Regions from separate parts of the Mus musculus genome. Here region 1 is linked to region 2. Evidence: chromatin contacts called from public Hi-C data. All regions are on one chromosome and are shown on one strand. Each heading gives the region's core, a stretch centred on a gene start, on an enhancer-like site or on the middle of the called end of the contact. The rest is flanking DNA. Distances are from core to core; before and after follow the strand shown.

Region 1 (6,907 bases), core at 757-3,256, 390 kb before region 2:
ACTATTAACGAGGCGGTCGTAATTTATTGAATAGGGCAAGGTAATCTAGTTGAGCCTGGGGTTGAGTTATGTTTCCTGAGGGAAGAGAAGAGTTAGGAATAAATCACTCCCTCTTTAATTAGCAGCTTTGGGCTGGCTGGGTTGAAATGACGGTGCAAAAAAAAAAAAAAAAAAAAAAAAAAAAGCCAGCAGTTCTGCCAAAACCCAGCGTGGGCCTCAAGCTCTGAGAGAGAGTTGTGTAGTTGGAGGTGAGATCTGCCTAGCTACAAGAGGACCCAATAAAATGTTCTCATTCTGCTACCCCGCTGTAGGAACCTAGAGGCAGGGTCGTTGCTTTTGCAAACTGGTGGTGCATTTAAAATGAGAAGAGCTGGGGGAACACTGGACATGAGCAGCCATCAGCACATCTGATCCTTGGCTTCATCTTTCTCCTGAAGATCTACTACCGGGGGCCTTTTCCCCTCAATCCCATTTTGTTTCCTGTCCATTCTGTTTGAAGTGAGTATCTCTGAGCTAAGTGCATAGCCCTGGGTAGGCGGTCAGCGTGTTGACATGCACACAGTGCTGGGCTGGTCACCCATCATTGGGAGCTTACCATCACATATTGGATGATGGGATAGAGGCCATGAAAGTGATCCTCTGTAGTGGGCTTCGTAGATGATGTTAGAGAGGCGTCTCTGGGATTTCAGGAGTAAATACACTGAACAGAGTAGAGAGACACTGGTTTCCTTAGCATAGGTGAGACTCACTGAAATGACCCATTTGGAACACAGATCATACTCCAAGGTTCCACAGCACCTCAGCCATGGCCTCCCTCACCTGAAACTGCACAAATGAAATGCTCACCCCAGGGTCTTGGTGCTTCTAGGGGAAGCATGCTTGTCCCTGGGGTCCCAGAGCCAGCCCTGCACTGTCTGGTGTCAGAGCCACCATCCATGGCCTTACATATCTTCTTCTCTTCCAGAACTCAAACAGCAGAGTGGTCCTGAAACTCGATCAACTAAACCCAAATGACCTCAAAACTCATGGATTACACTTTCCTGAATATAGTTGGGATTTTAGCAGCAAATACATTTGGCTCCTCACAGTTCGTTCTCCTGAACTTTCTGTCTGGACGCCGGGTCTTAGCGGGACGCCAGGAAGGGGCGGGACACCACCTGCAGTTTCCAGGCTGATGGCGTGGATTTTATTAACCTCCATAGTCGTGCCTGCCTCCTCGTTTGAAGACTTTTGTGAAAGGCAGCTTGAGAGATGTCTACTCATAACTTCCAGTCCCTGGTGGGAAAATGCTCCTAGGTTCAGAACTCAGAAAGGGAAAGCCAAAATCGCTTCTAGGGAACACTCGGTTGCTTTTAACAAACCCATTTGTCTGTCATTTTCATTTTATTAACAACAGCACCAGAGCCCTTTGGTGCTTCTATGGCTGTGTTCTCTCTTTACTCTGATTTTATTCACTTGGTCCGCAAATACCGTTAGCATTTAGTCTAGGCTCCGCCCCACGGTTACCTGGGAACAGCCAGGTGTGCCTCGCTCACTATAAAAGGGGCTGCTTGCCCCCTCCTCTCTCTCTTTCTCCCTTGCTCTCCCTCTGTCCTCTCGCTCTTTCCCCAGCTTCTCCCCTAATACTTCTGCCATCAAACCCAATCCCAGGTACTTCGGTCTCTTTCCCGAGCCTTGGTGTGAGAACCGGTCTTGTCTCCCCCTTGATGAAAGCTGTTCTTGCCCACCTGCTGCCAAGAAGGCAGAGGCCAGCTCAGCTGAGGCTGCGCCCTGGGGGAGGGCGGCAGGAGGCGAAGGTTCCAGTGAGGAAGAACAGACCACTAATAAATCGCACAGTCATTACCCTTTATGCATACTTCTTCTAATAGGTGTTGCAGATTCCTGCCTCCTAATAAGGAAAGGAAGTGGGAACACATAAATTCTCTCAAGGGAGTCAGACAGCCCGAAGCCACGTTCGACAGCTGCAAACGTTACCATGCGCACACAAGCAAAACATGGCTTTAAAGAGCCATCCAGGGCTAGATTCTGGCAAGGTTCCCTTGGATCTAGACTGTGTTTTTGCATTGCTATAGCCGAAAAGGAGAGCATTTCTCCCGCCAGCCACACGGGCTGGGCTGATTAAATAAACAATGACATTAATTGATTGATGGAAAGAGGCTTTATTGAATGCATCCCAGCCTTGGTCTTTATCCCAGAGATTTGTTTGTTTGCCTGCTGGAATGTTTAGTTGTTTACTTAACTGATTCTCTCTCTCTCTCTCTCTCTCTCTCTCTCTCTCTCTCTCTCTCTCTCTCTCTCTTCCTCCTCTTGTTCTTCCTCCTCCTCCTCCTCCTCCTCCTCGATCTTACCTAAGCCATTCAAGTTCTGGCACAAGAAAGAAGCATTTTGAAAGTTTTTCTCTGCACTGCCACCTTGCCACGAGTCTACCACGGGCTTAGTAACGCTGCCTCCTAGCCGGCCGGCTTTTTTATCTTCTAGAATTTGCTTTTCCTGGGGCCATCTAAGGGTTTGTTGAGGATGGGCTGCCCCATACATACCTGGTGATGCAGAGAAGGAATTCAAGGCCGAGTTTAACAGGCTATTTCTCCATCCCCCTCCCCCAACCCTAGGCTCTATGGTTTACAGAGAACATCCATGAGAGTAGGTAGGGCCAGGGTTTACAAGGAATCCAGAAGGTTAGGGCAGCAGACAAGAATTTGTTGCCTGTTTCGATTTTGTCCAAGGTTTGGCTTTGTTATAATTATATGACTGAGTCTTTCCTAGGAGTTCCTGTCAGCTCTCCCCAGGGAGAGCTCCGGGTCCTACCACACAGCTTCTTTCATCCTTCACACTGGCATGGCCAAGGAAGGGACTTTGGGAATCAGTGTGTGATTCTGAGCTACTTCTGACTTCTCGACTTCAGGATTGTTTTGCCCCATTTTTCACCAGCAGAGGCTAAGATGCCCTTGCTCAGAAGACCAGCAGAACTCGGAGCCTTGCATCTCCCCCCAGATGGCAGGAAGGGGGCTATGTTCCCCGTTTTTTGTTTTTTGTTCTTTGGTATGGTAACTATCAGCATTTCTTCTAGGCTCTACCCTACAGTTACCTGCCAACACTCATATGCCTGACTCACTATAACAGGGGCTGCTTGCCTCTTCCTTACTCTCTTACTCCCTTCCTCTCTTTCCTCTCTGCCCCTTCTCTCCTCATTCCCCTCCCCCCTCTCTCCATGTGTTCAAGGTTAGCCTCTACTCCCCGTGCCCTAAATAAATTCTATTCTACCCTATACCCATCATTGTGTGGTTAGTTCTCTCTCTCTCTCTCTCTCTCTCTCTCTCTCTCTCTCTCTCTGCCTCTGCTACCCCCTTAACTCCCCTCTCCATGTCCTAAATAAGCTCTATTCTATGCTATACCCATCGCCTTGTGGCTGTTACCTCAGGGGGAAGGGATGCCTCAGCATGGGCCCACAGAGGCACCCCCTTCCACCTCACCATCCCTCACTCTACCAAACACATCCCTGGTTTCCTTTCTTATAAGACACAACAGTACCCAAGCTCAGGCAGCATCAAATGAGGGTTCCTCTCCTGTGAAGGGCCTCTGTGGACCTTCAGACAGAAACTCACTCCAAACAAACAGAAAATCAGGCCACACCTGGCCTTAGCACCCCCACCAGGCACTTAGTTTTCTTCTGACTCTCCATTTTGTATCAAAACAAACCAGCCAAACAAAACTAAACTATCTGACAGATTCACACACACCTAAGGCCATAGGATATTTGTTGAAAGAAGCTTCAAGCCTGTGGTCTCCACAGAGGTCTAGAAACAGCATGGATTCAGTGACAGCTTCAGAGAGAGAGAGAGAGAGAGAGAGAGAGAGAGAGAGAACTTCAATTCTAAGCACATGGCTTACAGAAAATTCCAGCGATGATTATTAAAATTTTAAAGCTGTTGAGGCCTCTGCAGATGCAGCTTGGTTGCAAGCGCTTGTCCCTGGTGCACAGGCTCCACACCCGAGCTCCAGCCACCCGAGCTCCAGCACCACATGAACAAAGGTGTGTGGTCTGACTCAGTGCCTATAGGCAGGAAGAACCTCCCTTTAAATTAATATTCCACTAGAATCTATTAGTCTGTCTTCCTCACATCTCTCGATCACTGATCTATCATCTTCCTATTATCTAGTTGTCATTGTCTATCTATCATCTATCATCTGTCTATCCATTATCTATTTATCATTTATCTATTAGTCTACCTTCTATTCATGCATGTACACACACACACACATATATGCATTGCACACTCTCCGGTTTGAACATTGTTCACAAATCAAGATTCTAGGAAAATCATCTGCCATCAGTGAGGAAAATCGACGATATCCCACAGATGAAGAACTGGGCAGTCACAAAGACACACAGGAAGTGCTTTCCTTTACGATATAACTATTATCTTTATTTAACCGTATAGAATTTGGTTTGCGGGCACACCATACAAAGATATGAAGGAGCCCTGTGTAAGATCTACTTTGAAACACAAGTCCCTTTCAGTGACCACCTTCAGGAGACAGGACTGCTGCTGGAGGGGGTGGGGCATGAAGAGAGGTACCTCACCTTGCTTGTGAGGTTTCTTTCTTGCAGTGGATGGTACACACAATGCAATATTATGCTATCCTTCAACTGATTCTGGATGTCTAAAACATTTCCTAATTTTCCAGAGTACTGAGCTCTGAAATCTTTAGAAGCCCCTGTGATGGCAGGTCATTACACTGTACAGAGTCACCATGGGGACAGGAGAACTTGCCACCTTTCCCCCAGAGACACCACAATGACCTTCCCATGTAGGTCTTCACACCATCTTCCATCCCAGAGAAGTGCAAAATTCTAACCTTTAGTCATTGTGGTTTGAGAAATTTAGTAACAGCTTTTAATGGGTTGTTTTTGCTATTTAATTATGTGTGAACTGAGCTCGTGCACGTGAGTGCAGTGCCCACAGAGGCCAGAAGAGGGCATCAGATCCCTTTGGAGCAGCAGTTACAGGTGGTTGTAAACTGACAGACAGGAATACCGGGAACAAAACTCCAGGCCTCGGAAGAAGCACTATGCTCTTGTAACTGCTGAGCCATGCCTGCAGCCCTCATAAGGTTTTTAGTGGACATATAAGCACCTGTATGTTAAAATAACATGTATTAGTCAGCCTCTGTAATGGCCATTCTCGGTTATCAACTTGACTATATCTGGAATGAACTACAGTCCAAAATCGGAGGGCTCACCTGTGATCCAGATCTTGAAGCCAGAAGACACAAGTTTCTGACCTGGATCTCGGCATGGAGATTTTGAGGCATAGTGGCCATGAAAAGTTTAGGCCCAGGCAAGGTAATACATGCCTTTAATCTCAGGAGACTGAGGCAAGAGATCTCTGAGTTAAAGGTCAGCCTGGGACAAAACGAATCCCAAATCCAGGTGTGGTGGTACACATCTTTAATCTGGGCCACACCTTCTGCTGGAGACCTACATAAAGACATCAGAAGAAGGAAATTTTGTTTTTCTTCGCCTGCTTGCACTTACTTGCCACACATCTGTTGGAACCTACATCTACAGAAGAGCAGCTGAAACAACTAGCCTTGTGGGACTGAGCAACTACTAGATCCTTGGACTTCCCATTCACAGCTGACCCCCATTCACAGGTGATTGTTGTTGGGTTAGTTGGACTCCAGACTGAAAGTCATCACAATAAATTCCTCAATATAGAGAGACATTCCATAAGTTCTGTGACTCTAGAGAACTCTGAATAATACAGCCTCCAACGTCAATCATTGTCCCCTCAGATTCCGACCAGCAGAAAAGAGCGACAACACTACGTTCTTCTCAAAGCAGTTTATTCAGGAACCTTTCAATATCATGCATGAATCTCTCTCCAGAAACCAATCTCTCCAGGAAAAAGCAACAACAACCCCCAATCACAATCCCTTATATATCCTCTCAACCACGCCCCATCAGTCCAGTCCATGTAACAGCAGTCCATTGGCCAGAATTATCACTCGTCATATGGTCCAATTTTGCATCATGGTGCACCTGTGCAGTTCTCATGATGGATGCGGCTTATTTTCAGGTGTATGAGGAAGTCAGGTGTAAGTCATAAGACTTGGCTGCAGTCCCGGGCGCTATCTTGGAACTGCTGCCACACCCGCTCCTCACAGATCATCCCTTCATTGTGAACACATTCAGGATCTACCCTTCTAGATGACTTCAATGCTATTAACTATAGTCACTCTCACCGTTGAGCAGGATGCTGGAGTCGGCATGACCAGTCTCTTACCCATTGCCTCCTTTCTAGATTCTGGACACAGCTGTTCTGCTCTATCCTTCCATGACATCTGCCTTTTCAGAGTCCACAAATGAGTGAGACCGAGAAACAGAATGGAATACTATCCAGCCATGCAAAATGGGTCTGTCGCATGTAGCGACATGTGTGCATCTTGAGGATATTGTGCTGTGAAAATATCAAAGCACAGAAGGACTTCCTATGATCCTTGTCAGATATAGACCATGTTTTGGTTTTACCTGAGTGACTGTCATCACAGACAATGACTCCAAAAAATGTGGGATCAGCCTGCGTTGGTAGTATAGTGGTGAGCATAGCTGCCTTCCAAAAATGGGGGATCAATGCTTAGTTCTGCTATGGTAGATGCATGGATAATGGGGTAAACAGATGTTGGGACTATCTGCTAAAGCCTTTCTATTTCAAAGGGATGTTTCTACATAGATGCCCAGGGCTGGCATGTTCTGTGCTGATATAGCTCACTGGAGGTGCAGCTGCTGTTCTAGTCCTGCCATCAGATTCCTTGTCCAGCTTTGTCCTACTGGGTCACAGTTCACTGCACAGCTCAGAACAAACCCCCCCCCCTCCAGCTCACTGGGATTAAATCATCCTTTTAC
Region 2 (7,692 bases), core at 3,149-5,648:
CATTCCTGTGCTCAACTGTTCTCAGTATTTCCTTTGTTTGCTATTAGAAGATGTGCGCTAAGGAATTCCTCAAGAGTATCGGTTCATATATGAGCCGGAGAAACACACCAATTTCAACTACATTTCAGTAACATCTGATTCGTAAACTTCACCAGCGCCTTCCGAACGAGAAGAACACTGGGCATTTTGCTTTTGTTGTCAGGAGGTTTTAATGACACTTTCAGAACAGAAACAGCACTTAGATGTGAGGAAACCCGAAGATATTTGTGCAAGACAAACCTGTGAGCCAATTATTGATTATCTGCTGGTAACGGCAGGTAGCCCAAGTCAGCCAACACAGTCATCAGTGGATACCATTTAGAACCGATGGGAATGTCATGAAAACAAAGAGAAATAATAGGGAAATGCAGATTACAGCATCAAGTACGGATTTGAAAATATGGTTGAGCTTTTGGAACATTTCCTAGGAACTGAATGTAACAGAACAAAACAAACAAAACAAAACAAACAAACAAACAAAAAACAAAAACAAAAAAACCCCAGCTCACACGCAGATGACTTGGGAAAAGGTCACAAGGATGGAGACCTTAGGGGAGAAACGGAACTATCTGAGTGTATTTGTTTCAAATCAAGAATTGTACTAATATAAGTATAAACTGGAAGAGCAGAAGTCACTGAGACTATCAGAAAGCAGATTTTTTTTTTTTAATTTCTTCCTGCTGTCACTGCAGGGCAGCCACACTGTGAGCAGTGTGTTCTGTGGGGCCATTTCTATTCTGTGACCTCGGGTGAAAACTTAGTTGGCCCTTTAATTTTCTGGTTCCCTTTATGAAATACAATCAGTGGGTATTTCAAGCCATCACAGAAGTCTTGGGTTCAGATCAAAATATCCAGGGACGTGTAATGGTTAAAACTTACATCTTAACTCCCCCCCCCCCCGCCCCGGCCCCAAGAGTGTCTCTATATTCAAGTAGGCATCACACTCACACTCCTCATCCTCCTGTCTCAGACCCCCAAATTCCAGGATTATAGTACCTACTGATAGGTTATTTCTCGGCCAGTGAAATGAACCAATTCAAGCCAGATTAGATTAGATTAACAGCAGGTTTATTGGGAAACTGCTCTTAGGTGAGGCACTGGCCCCAAGATTGAGTCCAGGGGAGTTGACATGGGGGGGGGTTGGGGGAGAGAAAGGGTGTGTATTCAGAGAGAGAGAGAGAGAGAGAGAGAGAGAGAGAGAGAGAGAGAGAGAGAGAATGGAAAGTTCAGGTTTGGGGGCAGGGTATGCCAGATAGGAACCAAGGGATGCTGGTAGAACCTGGAAGCCAGGGCTGCTTTGATATGAAAAATACTACTCCTGGCTCCTGTTTTATATTCTGAGGACTGCTATGGCCCCTAAGTCAGAGCCACCACAGATGTTGGAGGGACAGATGCAGCTAACTCAACTCCTCTGTTCCATAGGCATGATCAAGGCTCCTATTCCCTCAGGCTTGGAGTAAGGGAAGGAAAAGAGGATTCAAATAAGCATCCTTCCTGAACCACTAGCTCATGTTCTAGACTCTGACACTGTCGCTACTGGACTTGATGGCTATCTAACTCTCTGTCTTTCTCACGGTATGTGTCTCTGTCTCTGTCTGTCTCTCTCTCTCTCTGTTTCTCTCTGTCTCTGTCTCTGTCTCTGTCTCTGGGTGTGTGTCTGTCTGTCTGTCTGTCTGCCTGTCTCTGTGTCTGTCTTTCTGTGTCTGTCTCTCTGTCTCTGTCTGTCTGTCTGTCTGTCTGTCTGTCTTTGTCTGTCTCCTGTGCTCTTACAGTCTTATCAAATACCCTTTCCCTCTACTGTAGTTGTTTTGCTAGCTGGGTGCCTTTTCCTGTATATGAGGCTTCCAGGAGCCCCCTCCAGTCCTTCCATTAGGAGCCTGCGCCTTCAAATGGCCTTCTGAGTGCTCAGCGATCCACTCTAACCATGGCCTTCCCTCGAGAGTAGCATGCATATGGCCAAGAGGAAATGCTCCTCCATCCTTCACTCTGAAGATTCTTGGATATGGGCTGATTCCAAGGAGGTTCTCCTGAAAGCCAATATCGTATGCTGGGCCACATCTGTCCACCTCTGGAATCACAGTGGGATTAAACACAAGTCCACTAGATCTACTAAACTCTTCAGGGTGCACAGTAGGTTCCCCAGTGTGTCCCCTTGAGTCTGCCTCCCTGGGTATTAGGTAAGGGACAGGTGCTCACAGCACTGTCTTGCTGCTGGTTAAGGACTTAGCACACAGATGGCTCAAACCCTCCCTTCTCTCTCAGAAAAGTCTGATTCTGTGATAGCATTGGTCTGGGTAGGAAGGAAAGATATATAACAAAACCAAGGTTTGCCCATATCCTTCACACTTCTGCATCTGGTCTCCATCTTCACTGTGGATGCATGAATAAATAGATAATAGATAGATAGATAGATAGATAGATGATATGTAGATAGATGATGGATACATGAATATGATATATAAATGATAGAGATAGATAGGGATATATTAATGATAGATGATAGGTGATTATAGATGGTAGATAGATAATAAGTGATAGAGATAGAGAGATAGAGAGTGATAGATAGGTAGGCATTAATGATAGGTGGCATATTGGTGTAGATAGATAGATAGATAGATAGATAGATAGATAGATAGATAGATAGATAGATAGATAGATTATAGGTAGTGATAGACAGGTAAACAAACATAGATGGATAGTATTGGCAACTGTCCATCCCATATAACATAGACAATACAGGGTAGTGTTAAGCTAGGACTTCCAATTTAATACATTTGTAAACTAATTTTTTTCAACACATGCTACCGAAGCTGATCTTGGCTGCAGTTACATCAGCTGCTGGTTATGGGCAGAAGGAAAAATGGTGTGTTAAATACTAAAACAAGGTCTCATATGCAATCAGGATGCCAACATATATCCACATGGGGTGAAAGAAGAAACTAGATTAAATTCTCAGACCATTGCGAGGTTATAAAATGCCACACAAATGGGTCACATCAAACACCATTGGGGGAGCCCCTAGGCCAAGTCTTTGACCTCTGATACTGGAAAGCTCCCAAGAATCTTTCCCACCCTTGTCTTTGCAAATACTGAACACAGATTCACAGGCCCAGCTGCTATCAGCACAGGTAAACACAGCTCTCAGATCAGTCCCCATGGGCAAACAGAAGGATGATCAGCAACAACCACCACAAACACTATGAAGGCAAAGGGTTCTTACAGCCTTGGAAACCCTCCTGAAAGCACACAGAAGTGTTAGTGTTTGGAGCTTCCAGCGTGGATTGCTGATGGCAAGGCTCCCTTGAACTGATGATGACTGTATATTCATCATGACTCCTGAAGCAGTGAGGGACACTAAACATGGAATTAGCCTCAGAGGGCATAAAACCAGGAGCTTTCTGAGTAAGCTCACCTCCAGATTCCAAAATAGCAGAAGGTCAGCCATATCCATGGTAGGACTGAACCCCAACCTATCTCCGCATCTGCTCCTACCGTGGCTAGCCAGTTCAGTATCTTGGCATCCACTGCGATTTGTCACTTACAGCATGTCTTCAAGGGTCAGATGACCCAGGAAGAGTCTCAGATAAGCCCTGACTCTTCCCAGGATTTAGATTTAAGATAATATACAACAATAAGCTTCTAAGTGTTCCTAAATTGTCTTCAAAAGTCCCAGAAACATACATCAATGCATCTTGAGTCTTCCACACACATGAAAATTCTCTTCCCAAAGAAAAGCAAAGTCAGGTCCAGAAAAAAATCATGTCCGCAGGAGAAAGCACAAGCAAGAATGTTTTAAGGTCCTCACGTCGTTGCCATCAGAGACATGGTGTGAATATCTACATGAGGTCACAGGTAGTTTCATGATTATAGGGTTCCTGTGCCTTCAGAAAACATTAGCTGTTTCTGATACAATTCTCAATACAGTACAAAAGCACAAACAACCCCGAGTACAGCACAGATCCATAGAGAGAAAAGCAAAGCCGCTTCACACTCGGATGAAACACCAGCCCCACTGGAGGGGAGGGAAAGCACAGCCCTATCATTAATTAAATGTCCACCAAGCTGACTTGGGAAATACGAGGTTACGTGGGATCTGACACAGCAGAGCAGATGCCAACATGCTGACTTCTCACAAACCTGCCTGCCTCTTCCTCTTCCTAAAAAGGGCAACATCTGCTCTTCTCCCTTGAGAACACCACCAGTGCCTGCTTAGACAGCAAGTTCTGTTTGCTATGATGCAACTTTCTTAACAGGAAGTCTAAACCTCAGCTCCTGTAAAACCAACCAGCCCAGCCCCAGGGAGACTCTCCTTGGGGCAATACAACAGCCACCCTCAGATGGTCATGTGGTTCTGACACTGTCTGTCCCTATACAAACCACAAATATTTCTGATTAAGGCTAGGTCTCTTTAAGCAATAGCTAGAGGCTATAGCTGTGCGCTAAGAATATAAACAAAGAATAGCAGCTTGTTACCATCAAGCCAGTGATACTGATGGAGTTACAAACTATTTCTAAAGAATGATGTATAGCTCACAGGGCAACCTAGTCACAGCCTTATCAACTCTCAGCAAATGACTATCAAAGAATAAAAAATTCATTTCTGTGCTTTGCATCATTCCCTGCCCCCTTCTCGGCAGTCACCTTTCCAAATCATGACCCACTGATGTGTGTATGGCCACATTGTAACAGATCTTAAGATCCTGGCCACTTCAACCTGCTTCTGAGAAACACTGTCTCATTTGCTCCTCATGGTGAAGCTGCTGCTGCCATCTGCCCTTGTCATAAGTGACAGACCAGGGATTCAGAAGAGCTAAGAGACTGGCAGGACACCATTCAGCAGCCACGCCGCCAGTGCTTAGAAAGCATCGTCTTCTCGTCTTGTTGCTTTATTGCTTCTCAACTATGACAGGTTCCAACTTAAGTTCTATAACTTGAGATCTTGAAGCACCTACAAAAGAAGACCCAGAAACCAACAATCTCTGTGTCCATTGAGGTGGTCTATAGAAAAGATTGGAGCCCGGGGACCACAGATAACCACTCTTACCCCAGCTCAGGAAGCAAACTCTGAGGACAAGGGAAGAGGCAAACAGAGTCCTTCTGTGCTCACCAGAGTCAGCAATTCCGGTTTTATTAGACAACGCATGAAATTGCATGGCTTCCCAGACCATCTGCTTTCCCTTTGTCAAAAAATAAAGGGGGGAGGGGGTTACAAAGGTCAGGGAGCCAGCATTCTTTCACTTATACAGTTGAAGTGGGCCATAGACATTCCCAAGATCTTAAGACGAGTGTCGCTGGTTCTCCCTACATATGGCAGTCATTGAGCAGTGACAGTGCTGGGAGGCAGCCTTGCAGACTCTCCTCCCAACCTTTCGGGCTCTTGCAGGCTGCATCCCAAGACTTAGGACTCTAAGGTCACAGCATCCAGGAACAGGAAATGGTGGACCTTAATCAACCTGGCCTTGTTCTGACAGCATCCCCAAACTCTCAGCATCTGTTGGTTCTCTGTATTGGAAAGAGGTGTACTCCTGTCCCCACAAACAACAATCTCATCCACCAAGCTGCTTGGCGCCTTACAAAAGACATACCACGTTCCACTGCAATGTCCTGGCTCAGAGGGACTCTCAGAGGGGGACAGGATAAAACCCTCTCACATCTGGACAGCATCTCCAAAATGCAGTACAAGAGAATGTTCCCCAGGAGACGTAAGCATATTTATGATCCCAAAGTTACAGTTGGATAAAGCAAGCTAGAAAAAACTTGAACTCCCTCTGTAAACTAAATTGGTTAAATATGCTGTGTCTGGGGGCAGGGGGGGGAGAGGAAGCAGCACAGAGATGCAGCCTCATGAAACCTTCTGGAACATTCCAGGGTTGTTTTCTAGAGAAAAGGCAGGCAGATGGGTCAGAAACCAGTGGGTTCTAGTTTAGCTTTTTAAAGCAGTCCTGGCCCCATTTGTTTTTTTGGTTTTTTGTTTTCAGCTATGTCTAAATTCCTCTTGGGGTCTGGAGTTGAAAGATAAGGTACCAAATGTTCGAGGCTGAGTGAAGCAACGCCCCATGGAGCCCGTTTCTTACAGTTTCTTATTTAAGGCACTAGTAATTATTCTGAGCTGTCTTCCTCAGGCACGGTGAAGGCAGGTTCTAAACTTCTTCCTCTCCGTCTCCCTGCCCTCCCCACAGTTTAAGGAGGAACAGGAGGCATGTTCTCCCCCTCTGAGCTGCACTTACTGATGACCACCGGTCAGCTCTAGGCTGCCTGGGCTCTGAGGTACAGAGCGGCCGGAAGTGATTTGCAGCGGCCGGAAGTGATTTGCAGCGGCCGGAAGTGATTCGCTGACGATTTATCCTCAGAGAACAAAGATTGGAACACAACAGTGATTTTTGTTAATAATATGAAAGTAAATAAATTTTCTGAATATAAATCACATTGGCGAGAGTTTCTAGGTTAAGTGTCCATACATTTCCAATTTAGAATAGAAAAGAAAAAAAAAACAGCAATCTCATGTTGATATAAAACTAATGAGTTTTATTCAATAAAATAATCAGTCATCAGTTAACTAAACAAAAAAAAAGTTATTAAAGCAAATACTAAGGTATTTTGAAGAGAAAAAAAAAAAAAAAAAAAACACAAGAGGGAAAAAAGGCCAAAATCTCTCCTGGAGCACGCAGGCCATGCTAATTTATAGACAATTTGCCATATAATAGCACATTTCTAATGATCTTTATTAAAATCTCCCTCCAGCCAAAAGGTGTAGGTACCATATTCTTTCTTTTTAAGCCAAAGAAGGGGAAAAAGAAGTATGGTATCCATAGCCCTTCAAATTATTTCCTTAAAAACATAATTTTAAGTACAATTGAAGTAAAAGTATTTGAGCCCATTCCTTTATTAGCTTAACAAAATACATTGGGAGCAGGGATGGAGAAGGCCTAAGCTGCCCTGCAGGACCTCTCACGGAGTTCTGGGAGAAAGTACTGGAATCGCTTAGAACATAATCTTCAGGTGCTAGCCCTAAACGTTCCACAAACTACTCAGCTGGGACCAGTTTTGTGGCTCCCAGGAGTAAGGATGTTAATAGTAGCATCCCATCCATGTACAGGCGACACAGGAACCCACTGTCATGGCTGAGCGGTACAGTCACTCTTGCTTCAACACCTCACTCCGTACTGCCGTTCCACTTTACACACGAGGAACACCGAGGCTCCGGAGCTCCCCAGAGCTATTGGGCAGGAAGCAACTCCTGGGACTTTCCTGGCTCCAGCTCCTGCGAAGATTTAACTAAACACAATGCTTGAGAAAGTCTCACCTCAGCAGCTCTGATATTCTCTGTCATTAAGGACAGAATCCCCACCAAGTCGGTAAGCTATAAAGAACGGAGGCTCACAGTTCCGCTCCAGGGTCAAAGGTTGCATGAGGAGACAGCATCTTGTGGCCAGACTCCTGAAGGGAGGCCAAGTGTGACACAGTGAGAGACAGGGAGACGGCATGTGTGCCTCTTCTGGTCTCTGCCTTCATAGAAAACCCACCAGGATTCAATCACGGGAGCTGCCAGTCTTAGCCAGCCCCAGTCACTTTCCAAAATTCCCAGTGTGAAGTTTCTACCCCCCTCCGTGGCTCATAAGGATTGAACATCAACAAGATGCGGCAAATTTATTC

What was found. A called contact is a pair of places that touch in the nucleus more often than the background predicts.
Region 1: a contact with region 2 is called in a Hi-C map of uterus, with 1.7 times the contacts expected there. The contact joins two enhancer-like sites. A contact is called at or near these places in 1 of 15 datasets of contacts at CTCF or cohesin (the NIH/3T3 cell line), 28 of 484 Hi-C or Micro-C datasets (the BV-2 cell line, cerebral cortex, differentiating embryonic stem cells and 8 more), 7 of 115 datasets of contacts at active chromatin or transcription factors (bone marrow-derived dendritic cells, differentiating embryonic stem cells, embryonic stem cells and 1 more) and 3 of 9 other capture datasets (embryonic stem cells, embryonic tail and embryonic trunk).

Annotation. Positions count from the first base shown.
Region 1 is chr13:60,262,765-60,269,671 of GRCm38.p6, reverse strand. No RefSeq gene overlaps it. Among named protein-coding and RNA genes, the nearest start is that of Gm5084, 61 kb to the right of the region's middle. Within about 2 kb of position 2,006, at least 38 of the 459 cell types and tissues checked have an H3K27ac peak or open chromatin away from gene starts, as enhancers often do. A contact at or near this core is called in uterus, where this site is marked.
Region 2 is chr13:59,872,412-59,880,103 of GRCm38.p6, reverse strand. No RefSeq gene overlaps it. Among named protein-coding and RNA genes, the nearest start is that of Gm19866, 40 kb to the left of the region's middle. Within about 2 kb of position 4,398, at least 111 of the 459 cell types and tissues checked have an H3K27ac peak or open chromatin away from gene starts, as enhancers often do. A contact at or near this core is called in uterus, where this site is marked.